Regions from separate parts of the Mus musculus genome. Here all the other regions are linked to region 2. Evidence: chromatin contacts called from public Hi-C and promoter capture Hi-C data. All regions are on one chromosome and are shown on one strand. Each heading gives the region's core, a stretch centred on a gene start, on an enhancer-like site or on the middle of the called end of the contact. The rest is flanking DNA. Distances are from core to core; before and after follow the strand shown. Region 1 holds the start of Glcci1 (glucocorticoid induced transcript 1). Region 2 holds the start of Ndufa4 (Ndufa4, mitochondrial complex associated). Region 3 holds the start of C1galt1 (core 1 synthase, glycoprotein-N-acetylgalactosamine 3-beta-galactosyltransferase, 1).

Region 1 (2,884 bases), core at 102-2,601, 3.4 Mb before region 2:
GGCATCATCAATATTTTTTCTAAACAACAATTTACTGTGCTTCTTATTTTTTCTTATTTTTTTAAAAATTTTCATTTAATTTCATTTAATTTCTGTCTGACCACACAGGGAAGCAGAGAAAGGTGGCTCCTCTGAGTGAAACTGATCATTTAGTGCCTGGAATCAGGAAGCTTGCCAGTGTGGGCAGACACCAGGCAGACGCCAATCTGACACGCCACTTCTTTATTTTGTAAAATCTTATGTTTTTGTTTATCTCATGTGAATTAATAGGAGGTATCTGATGTAGAGCTTTAACTATTCCTGATTAGGGTTTTATATACTTTCTTATGCCCATCTAAAATCTTCGTACTTCTCATTTTCCTTGCAGAAGAATAACCCCCAGTGCCATCACACAGAGGAAATGACCACAATGAATTGTTACATTATGCCTGGTCTTTCTCCCAAGAGACCATCAGCTCCGGGGTAGTAAACTAGGTGCTCTCCATTAATAAATCTGATGATGCGATGCTGTAAATTTTCTTGTTGACGTGTACAATTCAGAATGTGATGTTCTCCACCCTACCCTGTAACGACAAACAGGTTGTAATGGCAGGTGCATTTTGTTCAATGTAGCATCCATACACTAATCCTGAAGTTGTTTTGATTCACAAGGCGACTAGGACACTTAAAGACATTTCTAAGATTAAAAGGGTTAAGGATCCTTCACTCAGCTTTAACTAAAACATCTCACCGGATGCAGGTGTATTTGCAAAATTAGTTTGGCTTCAGCGTCCTCAGCCCCAGGTTGTAGAGAGCACTGGAGGGTGGAATCCTTGTAACTTGCTTATCGCAGCGCGCGCGTGTCTTTGGGCGTCGGAGTCCGCGCAGGGCACGTATGGACCCACTTTTCTAACCTGACCCTCACCTCAAAGCCTGTCAACTCTTAAGTCCCTCCCTCCGCGCGAGGCCCGCCTCTCTCATCCACTTCCATGCTCCGCCCCCAGAGCGGAAACGTGGTACTGTAATTGGCCGAGTCTCCTCTCACTCCGACAATACAACCATTCCTTGGCATCCCGGAGTAGGGTGGCGCTGCCAATCACAGCGCTCGCAGCCGCAGGAGCCGGGTCCGGAACGCCCAGAGGCGGGGCCGGAGGCGGGGCGCCGACACAGGATTAGTTGCCATTCCGAGTGAGAAGCGGGTCGAGGTGGCGGCGGCAGCGGCGGCGGCGTTTGCGGTGGCGCGGGTTACGCGCAGCGCGAGGCGCCTCGAGGCCCCTTTCTCTCCTCCGAGGCTAAAGTCCCGGCGCTGCCCGTGGTCGCCGAGTCGTGTCGCGCGGGCGACCCCCCGCGAGGGCTGAGCAGCCGCGGGAAGCGGGCGAGTGCCCTGTCAGCGCGATGCCCGGGGCGGCGGCGGCGGCGGCCATGGGCTCGACGCGGGCTCTGCCGTGAGCGCCCCGCAGAGCGCCGCGGGGCGGTTGAGCCGTTGGACGTTGGCCGTCGCGGCGTCCCCTCCCCCTCGGCGGCGGGGTGCGCGTCGGAAGGGGAGCCCCGCGGCTCCGCCCCTCCCCGCCCCTCCCCCGTACACATCGCACGCACCGCGGCGCCGGCTCCCACACGCTCGCTCGCGCGCCCGCCCGCCCGCCCGCCCGCGGAGCCACCATGTCCACTGCGTCCTCCAGTTCCTCTCAGACCCCTCACTCCGCGCCGCAGAGGATGCGGCGCAGCACCGCGGGCTCCCCGCCCGCCGCTGCCGGGAGCGGGACGGGGCCGGCCGGGAGCTGCGCACCGGCTGCGGGAGCCGGTCGGCTGCTGCAGCCCATCCGCGCCACGGTGCCCTACCAGCTCCTGCGGGGCAGCCAGCACAGCCCCACGCGCCCGGCCGCCGCCGCCGCCACCGCCGCCGCCGCGCTCGGCAGTCTCTCCGGGCCCGGAGGGGCCCGCGGCCCCAGCCCGTCCAGCCCGACTCCACCGCCGGCCGCTGCCCCAGCCGAGCAGGCGCCTCGCGCCAAGGGCCGCCCGAGACGGTCCCCCGAGAGCCGGCGGAGGAGCAGCTCACCTGAGAGACGGAGTCCCGGCTCGCCCGTGTGCAGAGGTAGCGAGCCCAACCCTCCCGTCCTCCCGGGCTGCGTCTCCCCGACGGTGCCCTGCGTGGAAAACTTCAGCCTCTCCGGGCTTCTGTTTGCTAGTGCATTACCGAAGGTGTGAAAGTGGCTTTGGGAATCTCACCCCCCACCCTGAGGTCGCTGCAGGGCTTGGAGGAGCGACCTGGAAATCAACTTTTATCCGACCCTCACACCGCCACTCAGATTTTATCTTGCATCCCTCGCCTGCAAAAGAAAAGTGTTTCGGTTTAATAGCTTATTAGCTTTCTGTGTTTGGAGCCGGGCAAGGAGGAGCCGTGTGAAACCCTTAAACACGCACACAAACTCTCTAGCGGGGCATAAGGTGGTAGTGGTAATCTCTGCAGCCTTTGTGCTTTCCCACAAAGTTCTTGTCTGGAGTATGTTTGTGTTTTGGAGACTTGATGGCGGTAGTTAGGTTGTTAGAATATCCTTTGCATGTGTAGGGGAGGCAGTTTAAAGTGTATGCTGTTTATCCATCCTCTCCTCTACTTTATATAGTCATGTATTAGATCACTACTGCACTACAAATGGCTTATGCCGGAATGGTGGTTTTCGTGGTGAATTTCTTAAAGCCTGTTTGTGGAGTGTGTTCACTTTTTCCTTGCATCTTTAAGTATACTTAGCAGTTCAGCTGAGCTGTGTAGAGAGATCTCCTTTCTTTTTTGTTAGGTATCAAAGGTAATGGTGAGTGGGAGGATGTTGTGGACTCCCCTTAATGTTTTCTGTTTGGGTTTGGTTTTGTTTATGCCTAGGGACATACTGCATGAACTAGTTGACTCCTG
Region 2 (2,901 bases), core at 265-2,764:
TTGTTTCTACTCTGTGACTTCTCCCGTGACTGGGGCCCCCAGCCAGATGATTAGCCATCCAAATATTAAAGCATTTACACTCACCTGACATCTGGATTAAACAGTGCCAAGCGCATCACATACAGTGCTGCTCCAGTACCCCCTGCTCCAATAAATACGAAGAGAGGAATCAACTAGAAACAAATAGACAAAGAAGAGTAGCCATCATCACATCCCTTGATCTTGTCCAAATAAGGGCACACTGGTTCCTTTCTATATAAGCCAACCTCTAAATCTGCTATTTGGCTAATTTGTCCTACAATGGGAATAACGGTTGAACTTGGATTGAAGCAGTGTTTCTTTCAATTGTATTCTAAAGGCATGATCTCTGTAAAAAGACATCAGGATGGTGTTGGCTTAAGAGTCCAACTTCCTTACATGGATTAAATTATATGAACAAATAATCCTATCAAGTACATTCACCTCTGTAAGTCTTGAACAGCATTCCCATTAAATTTCATTGCTTCCCTGGAAGTAACGAGATATACTTCCCTGGTAGGCTGGGAGCGGAATCTCTTCGGGAACTACTGAAAAGTGGCCCTTAAAAGTTCTGTGAGCCAGGCAATGTGGCGTACACCTTTGATCCAGCAACTGGGAAGCAGAGGCAGGCAGATTTCTGAGTTTGAGGCCAGCCTGGTCCACAGAATGAGTTCCAGGACAGCCAGGGCTATACAGAGAAACCCTGTCTCGAAAAACCAAAAGTTCTGTGAACATAATCTCTGTGAAATAAAGAGCATAACTAGCGGACAGAAATGCCTATTAAAAGCACTAGTTTTAGGAATGAACTCTGAAAACAGACTGCAGTTAATTTTGCTGAGTATTTAGAAAACCAGGCTTAAGGCAAAGATGAAGGCCCATCAGTGGGAGTTTTAGGTACACAGCATCCTCTATCGAGCTATACTGGACGAAAGTGACAGGTCAAGAAAACTTAAATCAATTTTGCCAGTGTCAAGTTTTCCAAGCAAAGTGGGGATTACACGATGACGATCCCTTGCACTTCTGAAGGTTTGGTGGTGCAATGCAGTGACTCTAAAAGCCGCAAAGAGCAGCATAACAAACTTGGCCTCTCTTGGATTCTAATCACTCAACGTACCACTCACCCCTCTTGGGACCAAGTAATCTGAGAGCCACAGTGTTCCAACACTCAGAATGTTTACCTTTCTCCCTGATCTCTGCCACCTTCTGCTTCAGGCAACCTCACCTCCACCCCAGGTAGAGGCTTCAAGCAATCAGGTCATCCCAACAACAGAATGTAACCCCAAGGAACAGAGAAAAGAGAACGTCCCCAGGGGACACGGGCAGGAGCAACCACAGCTAAGAGGCCACCCTGGCAAAGACCGTGAACTTACGCTGGGATGCTTCTTGGCTTGCCCGAGGATCTGGCGGAGCATGTTTGCGGCACAGGCCTACCTACACGCAGAGAGAAGATTAGGACACACGCTAAGCCGCTTCTGCAACCTGGCTGAGCGGACGTCCAAAGTCACCCAGGACCTCCTACCTGAAGGACCCCTGGCGCTGAGGGCAGCCTGCAGCAGGAAAGCCCGGATGCGGCTGTCCTCTAAGGTGCCTGAATAGGTAGTCAGCCCTCGCGCGATTGCCCTAAATGTCCCGACCACTTCTTCGCATTTTTGAGTTCATGATCCATCAGTTCTCCACCATGCATCTTTTTGATAGGTTTATTTTTTTATTTTTTGCATAGCAGGCAGAGCGTCTCGACTGGTGAGACAGGCACTTTTCAGGACGGCATGCGTATAGACCAGGGTCATCCGGCGGTCCGCTGGCAGTGCGCTCGGCGGGCGCGGCTTCCTTAGCGGCGCCTCCCGGCCAGGGCCGCGCGTGGACGCGCTTGGGGGCGCGCGTGTGGGGCGCGCGCCGCGCCGCCCGGAGGGCCCCGGAGGGAGCTGCCAGGCGCCTCTGCAGGCTCAGCGCCCAGATCCCGCAGGACAGGTCGAGTCTCCAGCCGCCGGGGTCAACGGCTGCGGTTTAAGACTGCAGCTGCTTCCTGACTTTCACTGGCGCTTAGGGACAGAAGTTGAAACACTAGTAAGTGACTTAAAGCTGGCCATAGTTTCTACAATGTGATTTCTAGATTCTTAGGTCGTGGCACTATTGAAGAGTTGTCGCCCCCCAAAGAAGTTTTGCAACATGCCACCATCTCTTTTTGGTCCAGATATTGAATCCTTAAAAGTATCTTCATTGGCCGTGTTGCTGAACTTAACCTTTTCTACCATCCTAAGTCAATGTTCATTTATCTCTTTGCAAATTTACTTTTACCCAAAAGTTCTTCCTTGGGGCAGGTTTAATGGGCACTTTCGAATCACAGCCAACAATTTGGACTCCCTACACATGTTAAAACGTTTCAAATAATAAGGAGAGGGTTTCGCCGAAACTGCTAAACTGAACAGGTAGCATTAGCCCAGTACAGGCTTCAGGTGGCGGTGTATAAGGAAGACAATTCACATGAAGGCATGAAGCACACAGTCTACCATTTAAAAGGGAAGGCAAAGTAGGAGCCACATCCGAGGCAGGGACCACTTATGCAAGGACTTTATGTTCAGGACTTTCAGAAGTTCACCAATAAGATTATATGGTTGAAAAGAATTCCTTTGGCTATGAAGAATGGAGTAGATAAAAGGGCTATTGTAGTTGTCCATGTGAGAGAATTTTTAGTTGTCCTGGGGGTGGGGAGGAATGTACTGATTGGGGAAAAAAAATCACCAAAAATATCAGAGAAAATTTTGTGGTATCAACAGAACTTGATAGTTGGATGGTTATGGGTGAATGAGTGAAAAAGAATAAAAAAAAAAGAGTAAATCAGAACTTTAGTGGTGAGCAGCTGTGAACATATCCATGCCAATTACT
Region 3 (2,931 bases), core at 167-2,666, 4.1 Mb before region 2:
AACATTTATCAAGCAGGGCACAGTGTTTCCATCCGGGGGCCTGGCCTTGCAGATGATGGTTAAGGTCTCTAGATCTTACTTCCACTCCCTGCTGCCTCACCAGGTGGCAACCCACTTCCGTTGCTGCCACAAAGATAGCTTCTTGGTACACAGGACCTTTGCCAAAGCAGAGCAGACGAGTTTGTAAAACTCTCTCTCTCTCTCTTTTTTTTTTTTTTTTTTTTTTGGTTTTTCAAGACAGGGTTTCTCTGTATAGCCCTGGCTGTCCCGGAACTCACTTATTAGACCAGGCTGGCCTCCAACTCCCGAGTGCTAGGCGTGCACCACCACTCCCCGCTGAGTTTGTAAAACTCTTAAGTATTTGCCATAGCAGAACAGAAGTAAAATGCCATTACACACATTCCTCCAAGAGGCTTTCTGTCCGTTGTCACTATATGAGTTCTCTGTTCTTCTGAGGCACACATCTGGTTACAGAGCACTCTTCATTATGCCAAATCTCTTGTTATTAAGGATAGAGGAATGCTGTGAAAGGAAAAGAGGCAAAAAAAAAGGGGGGGGGGGCTAAGATTGGGTTAGAGGTCAGCGTGACGTTGAGGTTTGTTCCACAGACAACAGTTTAAAAGGCAGTTCTTTACTTGTACTCCCTGCTAATTTCGCTTTCTGCTTTCCTGAGAGAATTAGAACACTCAACCTCACCAGAAGGGGGCTAAAAAAACCCTGAGCTCGGGGAAGCCGGGACTTCCCAGCCCACTCCGCAGGAGGGCGGGGCAAACACCCGGCGGCCAATCCCCGCATCCGCAGGTCGCGGTGTCCCCGCCCACTCTGCCCAGGCCCCGCCCTTCCCCGGGGCTGCTGCTGCTGCTGCAGCTGCTGCAGCCGGGACGTCAGCATCTCCGAGACCCCTGGGTGGCGGCTGCGCAGTAGGCGGGCCGTGGTCCAGGCCGCGCGGTCGGGAGGGGCGGAGCGAGCGGCGGGAGCGAGCGGCAGGAGCGCGCGCCGGGCCCGCCTCGGCCGCCGCCGCCGCCGCCGCCGCCGGGAGATGATCTGGGCGGCCGCGGGCGGCCCAGGCTAGCGGCCCCTGCCCGTGCTGCGGCGGGCCAGGGCAGCGAAGGTCGCGGGTGGGGGGTCGTCCTCCTCCCCGCCTCCGGGAGGGGCGAGAGGGAGCCGGGGCTGATGTCAGGGACGGCGGGCGGAGGCGCCCGAGGGCTGCGGGTCCAGGGGCTCGGCTGCCGGCGGCAGGGCGACTGAGGGTTCGGGAACGCCGCCCGGGTCCGCGTCCCCGTCCGCGCCGGCGCGGCCAAACAGGTGTCTCGGGCGGCGGGCGAGCGGCCACCCTCGCGCTCTCCGCGGCCCGGCGTGTCCGGCCCGAGGCGCCCGGGGCGGGCCAGCGCCGAGCGGTCCTGCCCGCCGCCCCGCCCCGGGCCTCCGCGCGCCCGGCGCCCGCCAGCTGTGTGCACTCAGGTGCGGGCACCTTCCGGCCGCAACAGTCCCGAGTGCCCGCCGCCGTTGGACCGTCAGCTTTGTCTGGAGCTGGTCGGTTATGGTTGGAACTTTCCCTGCCCTTCGTTGACTGAGTGAACCAGCCAGGTGTGTTGGGGGCTTGCTACGCGCAGGATTTAAAAAAAAAATGTTTTTTGTTTTTTCTTTTTCCTTTGGTAACAAAGTGTGATGGCTTTCCTAGATGTTGGCTAGTTAAACAAAGTGCTTTGACTTTAGATAGATACTCTTCTAAATTAACTAATTTAAGAGTGAGGATCGGGGATTAATGCTTTTGAGCTCTGTCCACACTTCTTACTAGTGGCGTGGGACTTAGAATATTCTAAGATCCCTTACTTCCTGGAAAAAAAATTTTTTTTTTCCAATCTAGATCTTTGTATTCACGGTATTTCCTTTTAGTACATACTGTCAAAAGATGTATTCTGAGTTAAAAAGTTACAAAGTTAGAACTTCAGTGCTTCAGACTGAGTAGGCAACGCGGAAGGGACAGAAGTTTGGTAATTTGCAGGAAGTTGAGGATAGACCACAGATAGCTCAGCCTGGTGCCAAGAAAAAAATGCTGTGCACACTACAAGTTGTTTGATTCTGGTGGAAGTTTGGATTTGGAAGTGGAAACTTGAGTTTTTAGAAGGTATTTATAAACGGTACAATTTTCCAGTTCCTTATCAGATAAATGTCAGACGAGCCTTGTGCACACGATATTGTGTGCTCTAAGCATTGTATAGCATTTCTGCCAGCTGTAGTATATATTTTTGTCCAGTTTAAATGAATATAAGGTTTGAAGTTACCAAACAGTTAACTCTTTTCACCATATGTTCAGTAAAACTGACTTAGGAAGGCAAGTATGACTCACTGAAAAGTCAGCATTAGTGGACAACTAACTTTAGTGTTTCAGATTTTCTTGAAATTTATGTTTTCCTCTATCTTTTTACTCAGGACTCAGCAGTTTACAAATGCTTTGTGGTCATTTCCCACTTAAACTCCCTCTCCCTACATTGTGCTCTTAAAAAAAAAATCAGCCTACAGTTGTGGATAACTTTAATATCAAGCAGTTTAAAAGTACATATAATGAGTTAATGTTTGGCTAATTGTATTCAAAAGTATGTGCTGTATATTGCTTGTGTGTTGATTTTGCTGAAATGAAAATTGTGTTATTCAGCTTAACTATAAACTCATGATAATATAAAGTCAAATCTTTGGTGAAAGTAGTGGTTGGAATTTTGTTGCAATTTATTTATGAATCAAATGTGAATTGAAATTGTTACCTTAATGCTCCTGTTTACCTATTACATTCAAAAGTTGGCTTTTCGGTACAGATATTTTAAAAGGACTTTGAGATTTTAACAACTAGCTTGAAATAAAAGAAAGATACATGTTTTTAATTACCAAATCTGGTGGGACTAAGGTCTTTTTAAAAATTAAAAATTTAAATTA

Evidence for each region. Promoter capture Hi-C pulls out the DNA fragments that hold promoters and counts their contacts. A called contact is a pair of places that touch in the nucleus more often than the background predicts.
Region 1: a contact with region 2 is called in a promoter capture Hi-C map of cranial neural crest. The contact joins the promoter of Glcci1 here to the promoter of Ndufa4 in region 2. A contact is called at or near these places in 2 of 39 promoter capture datasets (cranial neural crest and pre-B cells).
Region 3: a contact with region 2 is called in a Hi-C map of B cells, with 5 read pairs. The contact joins the promoter of C1galt1 here to the promoter of Ndufa4 in region 2. A contact is called at or near these places in 2 of 39 promoter capture datasets (embryonic stem cells and pre-B cells) and 1 of 484 Hi-C or Micro-C datasets (B cells).

Annotation. Positions count from the first base shown.
Region 1 is chr6:8,508,249-8,511,132 of GRCm38.p6, forward strand. It overlaps Glcci1 (glucocorticoid induced transcript 1), which reads left to right and starts at 1,352. Exons shown (of 8, transcript NM_133236.3): 1 at 1,352-2,071. The coding sequence starts at 1,639. It overlaps A430035B10Rik (RIKEN cDNA A430035B10 gene), which reads right to left and starts at 913. Exons shown (of 2, transcript NR_040452.1): 1 at 731-913; 2 at 1-563.
Region 2 is chr6:11,905,936-11,908,836 of GRCm38.p6, forward strand. Ndufa4 (Ndufa4, mitochondrial complex associated) reads right to left here and starts at 1,515. Exons shown (of 4, transcript NM_010886.3): 1 at 1,389-1,515; 2 at 85-173. The coding sequence starts at 1,430. It also overlaps a transcript of Phf14 not described here.
Region 3 is chr6:7,843,808-7,846,738 of GRCm38.p6, forward strand. It overlaps C1galt1 (core 1 synthase, glycoprotein-N-acetylgalactosamine 3-beta-galactosyltransferase, 1), which reads left to right and starts at 1,417. Exons shown (of 4, transcript NM_052993.3): 1 at 1,417-1,587.